Linked DNA regions of Zea mays: region 1 is linked to region 2. The links are chromatin contacts, called in public Hi-C maps. All regions are on one chromosome and are shown on one strand. The core of a region is the stretch at or near the end of the contact, and the rest is flanking DNA. Distances in the headings are between cores, read along the strand shown. Region 1 holds the start of LOC100193524. Region 2 holds the start of LOC100278364.

The links. A called contact is a pair of places that touch in the nucleus more often than the background predicts.
Region 1: a Hi-C map of ear shows a contact between it and region 2, with 7 times the contacts expected there. The contact joins the promoter of LOC100193524 here to the promoter of LOC100278364 in region 2. A contact is called at or near these places in 3 of 25 Hi-C or Micro-C datasets (bundle sheath, ear and tassel).

What each region holds. Positions count from the first base shown.
Region 1 is chr7:58,840,196-58,843,823 of Zm-B73-REFERENCE-NAM-5.0, reverse strand. LOC100193524 reads left to right here and starts at 2,292. Exons shown (of 4, transcript NM_001358763.1): 1 at 2,292-2,891; 2 at 3,249-3,354; 3 at 3,521-3,628. The coding sequence starts at 2,495.
Region 2 is chr7:58,452,120-58,455,864 of Zm-B73-REFERENCE-NAM-5.0, reverse strand. It overlaps LOC100278364, which reads left to right and starts at 2,028. Exons shown (of 10, transcript NM_001350702.1): 1 at 2,028-2,618; 2 at 3,359-3,643; 3 at 3,722-3,745. The coding sequence starts at 2,241. LOC103632407 reads right to left here and starts at 626. Exons shown (of 1, transcript XM_008654238.3): 1 at 1-626. The coding sequence starts at 250.

The DNA of each region.
Region 1 (3,628 bases), core at 1,043-3,542, 390 kb before region 2:
CGTGGGGCCCGCATACCATTATTCGAGCTACGCCGACTCCTAGACTTTGTAGTCTGGGTCTTGGTGCGACTTGTCTCGTTGTGCCCTGCAGGCAGCCTGCGCACTCAGGCCTAGCCCTGATAAATGCGACGCAATCTGAGGGGTTCATAAGTCATGAGTGTGCTACATCCGGAGAAGCACATAGGTCAAGAGTGGGAGGTGGATTGGCATCTCTACCGCAGCTCGGTGCCAAGCGTAGTTAACGTGGTCGGTCACTTACGACGTGTCAGTCTCGGGCCAGGCGAGGGATCCACTCGAGTGGTTTCCCTTTGCTTCACCCTGCCCCCTATCTAGCTTCGTCTCGGCGCCTCGAGGTTCGTCCAAGGGCGAGTGCTTCCAGGGCAAACGTTTCCTTCCTCCCCTTGCTGGGCCCTAGAGACCGGGGATCTTATCCCTGACACCAGGGTTTGTGTGAATTTTTCTAACCTCACTTAATCTACTAGGAACAAATTAGAGCACAATAGCGGTCTAAATAATCTAAGCACTACGAAAAGCACCTACGCTAATCACCGAGTGATCCTATTAAGCACGTGAGTGTTTGGAGCTATGGAGATATGTTTCACTTTACTTAATATGTTGATTGGGCTCCCACACCTTCAAATGGCTGGTTGGGGGTTTATAAAGAGCCCCAACCCCAAAATAGTCGTTTAAGGAAAATAGACTTTTTGCATTGCACCGGACCGGCCCGGTGCACCACATGATATTGAAAAAAAGAGATAGGAATACCAAGACATGGAGATGTGTTTCACTTCACTTAATATTTTGGGACGAAGAGAGTATTGGAGATCCACCCTTACACATGTTGCATTTACCTTACATATTGAAAAAAAGAGATAAGAATACCAAGACATGAAAGATATTATCCAGAAGTAATTTTGTTCATCATATTATACCTCTATCATTATTTTCTTGAATTTAAGAGAATAACTTCATTCATTTTTTCATGGGTAGTGTTTGGGTAACGTTCTTTTTGAAAAACAAAGGTAAATGAAAGGCTCCTCTACATATATATGACTTCAGGGTAAGTACTAGCTAGGTTAGCACATATTTATTTCGTTTGTTTCATTATTACCATGATTATTTGATGAATCGTTTTCTCATAGTGACTGAGATAGGAATCAGAAAATAATTTATGTGGATACTATGTTTACGAGCACATCTACCATATGTCATGATCCAATAAAAATGCTCTACAACAACTTAAAATGCGTAAACCATATACACACTATTTATTAATTACTATCATATCACTATATATACAAACTATTCATATATTCATATGTTTTTTCCATTCAAATGTTGAGTGGGAGAAAAAATCAATCCTACGGCTAGTTCGGGAACCCCATTTTCTCAAGAAATTTCCATTTCCCCCAAAAAATATTAGTTTATTTTTTCTTTGGAAAATAGAAATCTTATAGGAAATGGAGTTATCAAACTAGCTCAAGGCTATTTAGTAGGAGTTCTTCCAGAGGAGGTTATATATAGCCGTGTATAATACTTCTATGATAGAAAAAATACTTTTGCTCCTATAGGTGGGTTAATTGTAATATAAGGTTATTTGGCAACTCCATTTTTTAATGGATTCTTATTTTCCCAAGTGAAAGTAAGGTCGAGTTTGGTAACCCTATTTTTCTACGGGTTTTTCATTTTCCCAAAGGAAATTAATTTATTTTTCATTGATAAATTGGAAATCCTATGGAAAAATTGGATTGCCAAACTAGCTCTAAACTAATTTTTCTTGAGAAAATTAAATCCCTTAGAAAAATAGGGTTGTCAAACTAGCCCTAAAAGTTTTTGTTAATTAGTTTCATTAATAATTTAAATATATGTATAGTTTATGTATAGTTTCATACATTTTGTGCATATATGTATGCTCAACTGAAAAATTTATAGGCACAAACGTACAACAGTAGCATAGCATACGTATAAAAATTATTTGAGATAAAAAAAATTAAATGAAAAGAAACCATAAGAAAAGAAAGAAGAAAAAGACTTGTAGATCCTTTTAGCTTCCATTGACTTACCCTAAGAAGCTTGACACGCAATAGCGGTTGGAAAACGGCAGTAAATAATTTTGTAATCGGGACAATATGTGACCTCGATTTTGTACCAGTGGGGTTTAGGTAATTAGGTTAAAGACGTGGGGAAGGAACAGAGCAAAGTGGAAACAAATTTCACCCACCAACCAATGTTTGGCTGCCGTATGCCTTATTGACTTGTCCACGACACGCAGATCACTTTCCTTTTCCCCCCAAGAAGATGGGCGAGACGAGGGCCAAGGAGGGGGTGTCGCTTAGACTAGCGAATCCATCCGCCAAGATTCCGTGCACCTCGACCGCCGCCGCCGCTATCTGTTTGTCCCCGCCCCCGCGACCGCGGCAGCCTAGCAGGAGGGGAGGATCCATGTCTAGTTTCTAGAGCAGCTGCTTGCGTCCCTTGCAAATCACATCGACCGATGGGGATACCCAGCGACGACGTGGTGCAAATCCGCCACGCCGACGCCGCTGGCGAGCCCACCGTCGTCACCGTCAGCTGCCCCGACAAGACGGGCCTCGGCTGCGACCTCTGCCGGGTCGTCCTCCTCTTCCGCCTCAGCGTCGTCAAGGGAGACATGAGCACGGACGGGCGGTGGTGCTACATCGTGCTCTGGGTTCTGCCACGCGGGGGGCGGCCGGTGCCCGTGCCATGGGACCTACTCAAGGACAGGTTGCTTCAGCTCTGCCCCGTCGCGCCGCCGTTCGGATTCGACAACGCGTACCTCGCAGCGGCTGGCCTACAGGACCTTGCGCCTCCCCCACCAAAGCTCTTCTTGCTCAAGCTATGCTGCTTCGACCGGATGGGACTCTTGCATGGTACACCTCTTGTTATTGTTGCTCTGTTCTATGCAAAGTTGTTCTATGCAGTGCTAGGCTAAATTAGTGTTCCCCTACCCACCTTTATCGTGCATTTCTTTGCCATTGGAGTCACTATGATTGTGTTGCACTGCACGTGTGTCTGTAGGAGATTGTAGGGGTTCTTTTTCTTCCGTTCTCAATGATAAGGTCATAACTCTGCAATATATTGCTAGTTAGGAGTATTAGGTATGGTGAATTTGATTTTTAATGTAAGTGAAGGACACCTACTGCTGAAAATAAGTCTCATTGGATATGCATGTAGCTAGAAAAAGGTATAATTTTGAATCTTCCTCCTGGAAATTCTGTGTTCCACAGATGTGACACGTGTTCTGTGCGAGCTAGAGCTCACGATTCGGAGGGTGAAGGTCTCTACCACGCCTGATGGGAGTGTGCTGGACCTTTTCTTCATCACAGATGCCAGGTCAGTTTATCTCCAAACACATCCTTTTTCAGTGCCTTACGAGAATCTCTTTTTTATTTATTTATGGAGCATCTTGTCTCAGGACATCAAGAATTTGTCAATTATTTATTTTACACCGTTAAGAAATAGGATGATGGTTAAATGAAACATTCTGGATCGATTTCAGGGAGCTTCTGCACACAAAGAGCAGAAGAGAAGAAACCCAGGACAAACTGGAGGCTGTCTTAGGCGACTCCTTGACATGCTGTGAAATAGATCCTGCTGGTGAAGACAT
Region 2 (3,745 bases), core at 779-3,278:
CGTAGCAAACGTCGTCGTCCTCTCCTACTCTCTGCTCAACTGCTCTCTCCAGCGGGCAGCGGTGCCGGTCCAGCCTCCAGAGTCCAGAGGCCACGGCTCGGCGGCTCCCTCCCAGACGGCCAGCCTCCACACGCCGCCGTCCGAGACCAGCCCGAGAAGAAGCTTGCTGCGTTGAACACTGCTGACCACGCCGCCGTCCGAGAAGAAGCTTGCCGAGAAAAGCTTGCTCCCTCTGCTCTCCAGTCTCCATTGCTGGCCACGGCTACAGCTCTGCTGTCCACTGCTCTACTCTCCACTGCTGACCACAGACCACCTGCTGTCCACGGAATGAAGATACAGCAAGTGGCTCCTCTCCATGAGCAATGTGTCTTATGTTTGTTGAGAGATGTGAGCAAATGAGCCTTGGTTGTAATAGTCTATGCGTGCTAAGTGATCCAAATGTGAGCAAGTGATTATGAATATGTGTTTTAAACTTTGTATTGTGTCATGTGTGCTAGTAGACTTATATGACTTCTTATGTTAGCCAACATCCCAAGACTTATGTGCTACATTAAACTTTGTGTGCTCCGGATTTACATGGCTTTTATAGTTTTATTTGTGTTTAATTAAGACTTGTGTTTACAATTTTTTATTTGTTGTTAAGTTTTGAATATATGGTTTCATGGTGTTGATTTACCGAACAAAAATACCGGTTCCCGTCCGATTTCGGCTTTAACCCGACCGGATCGTATCGTTTTTCGATTCCCGTATTTATCCCGTTCGTTTTCGTTACCGATATATCCCGTTTTCGTTTTCGTCCCGCAAGGTAGATATGAAAATGAAAACGGTAGAGGTATTTTCCCGACCGTTTTCATCCCTATAGCCGTGTTTAGGAGCGTTGGGGGTACCCCTAATTACGGTACCCGACAGTCACCTTCCTGATCATATTATCACACTCAGAATGATATCTTCAATTCAATAAGATGACAATATTCAAAATAAATGAAACCGACACTATTTTAATATTTGAGAAATCTATAAGCACAATATATACATAAATTAAAGCCATTATTAACCAAGCCATAAATTTTAGTGATGAGGTCTAACTGTTACATTTCAGTCATAATTAAAGAACATCCCAACAACATCAAGATACACTTCAGTGATTTTTTTAACATTTGCCATGACTAGCAGGCTTGTCTAGGCGATGACGAGCACTGACCTTTGCCTGTTCGACGACAGCACTAGCAAGGCTCGCAAGTTGTGCCTACCGAAGAACACGACAGCATCGGAGGGCAGGCCAGCGGGGGACTGATTGTGGGAGGCGCAGCAAGCCGGTGGAGGAGTCTGACGGCGCTGATGGAGGCCAGCACGCTGGAGGGCAGACTCGTGGGGGACCGACGACTGGAGGCATGCGGGGGATTAACGTCGTAGGGTAGGTCGGCGGGGTCCCCCTGTAGTGGCGACACGCCCCTGTGCTAGTCTAGAGTGGATAAGACATGTGTGACAAGAGGGTGGAAAGTAAGTGAGTCGAAATGGTTCTCTTGTTTTTGAGGAATCCTTAGAACCCATGTTTTTAAGAAGTATTTCGATCTGGATCCAACCTAACCCACGAGCATTTTGAACCAAACATGAATTGTTATGAATTGAACCCGTTCCAACCTACATCAACCCGCTAAACAAATACACCCTTAGGACCGAGAGGCGCGTGCACATGACACATGTGTGGGCCGTGCGCGGCGCCCACTGAGGCCATGTTCGTTTGATCCAAAAACCGTATGAATCGAGGGGGATTGTTAGGGATTAGAGAAGATTTTGATTTGTAGGGGACTTAATCCCTCTCAATTTCTATGGATCGGCACAAAACAAACATGGTCTAACATGGGAAAAGGGTAACTGACTAACGGTAGCCAGCGGCACGCCCAATCACATGTGCCCCATGTGCGGTGCCAATCCTTCTTCCTCGTTCCTTCCCCTGGCCAGGCTTGGTGGAGTGAGGGGGGCGATGCGAGGCGGAACCGCTCCAAACGTGCGCGGAGCCTGGCCATCGCGGCCGTCCATCCTCCCACACGTGTCGCTCCCACGCGACCACCGTGCGTCCGTGCCAACAATATCACTCGCCCAGTACCAGGTTCAGCAGCAGCACGCCGCCGCACGCCTCGCACGCGCGAGCGGCCCTACTGCTCCTACTCCTCCCACCCGTTCCCCTCTTCCGCATCTGCACCCGCGGCACGAGATCGAGATCCCGGCAGACCGGTGGGATGCAGCAGGCGGGGCTGGCCGATGACGACGACGAGGAGATATGGGTAAAGGAGGAGGATGACGAGGAGGAGGAGGACGGGTACTATATGGACCCCCGGAGCCCGGCCGTGTGGACGCCCGGCGGCAGGGCGGGAGGGACCTCAAACCGGCGGCGCGCGCGCGAGGAGAAGGAGCGGACCAAGATGCGGGAGCGGCAGCGGCGCGCGATCACGGGGCGGATCCTGGCGGGCCTGCGCCAGCACGGCAACTACAGGCTGCGGGCGCGCGCCGACATCAACGAGGTGATCGCCGCGCTCGCAAGGGAGGCCGGCTGGGTTGTCCTCCCCGACGGCACCACTTTCCCCTCTTCATCCTCCTTCGCCGCCGTGGCTGCACAGGTTGCTCTCTCTCTCTGCTTGCCTGCTCCTTCCTTTCCTTCTGAGTTAGTCACCAGTATCTCAATTGGAAAGAAAGGGAACGGCCTGTCTGAACTGGCAGCTCTGCGATGCGAAATGGGAAGAGAAGGGGAACGGCGAAAAAGAGTGAGCTCACAGCTCAGTGTGTGTATCTACTGTACTGTACTTATGATGTCATAAATGAAACTCTGCGGTTTCAAAAGAGTTGATAAGTAAATAAATACATGCTGGACGGCTGGACCTGCACGGGAATAGAATGGTCAATCAAACTTAATAATATAATACAAGTAATATTTGTACGTTTGATAATACGTACTGACTATCTGAAAATCCTGGAATGCCGTATTGTGCGAAAATAACATAAGCAGAGAAAATAATTACCACCGTACTATTACACGAGTGTTGTTATATTTTGCGTCACGTTTTTTTTGGACCGTCCACCGCAATTCATACGCAAAGGAAAGGGTAAAGGGTAGTAGTAGAGGAGGACAAGCAAAGAAAAGCGGTGGGCGTCTGGGCGAAACCGCAGAGGACGTCACGGACCTCACGGCTTTCATTGCGTGGGTTTCTCTTTTCTCCGCCCTTCCCGCCTCCCGAGGACGCGCTCCACCACTGGCCAGTGGCCACCGCCTCCTCCTCCCCGGGTCCTCCCAAATTCGGTGCCACCTGATCTGGGTCAAATGCTGACGCGTGCTCCTCCTCCACCTTCTGTGTTCCTCCAGCCGCCCCGCCCCGTGATGGTCGCCGCCGCGTCGCCCTCCGCCACCCCGCTCGCGCTCCCGGCCTCCTCGGCGCTCCCCCTCCGCGGCATCGCGCCCGTCGCCGCGCGCCCTATCTCCCACCGCCCCGCGCCCGCGTTCGCTCTCCTGTTGCCCCCGCGGGCCGCCGCGGCCTCGCGATCCCCGGCCGACGACGTTCCCGACGGGAATTCCTCGCACCTCCTCGCCGTCCCCGTCCCTGTCCCCATGGACCCCGCCGCCGCTGAAGACGTCCCCGTTGCCAAGCAGGTCAGCGACTCCCGCCGCCTCCTTTTGCTTTACACCCGCTTGGTTCATCTGCCTCTCACCTTTGTCGGGCTTCTGCAGCTGCAGGTGCCCGATGTGTCGCCG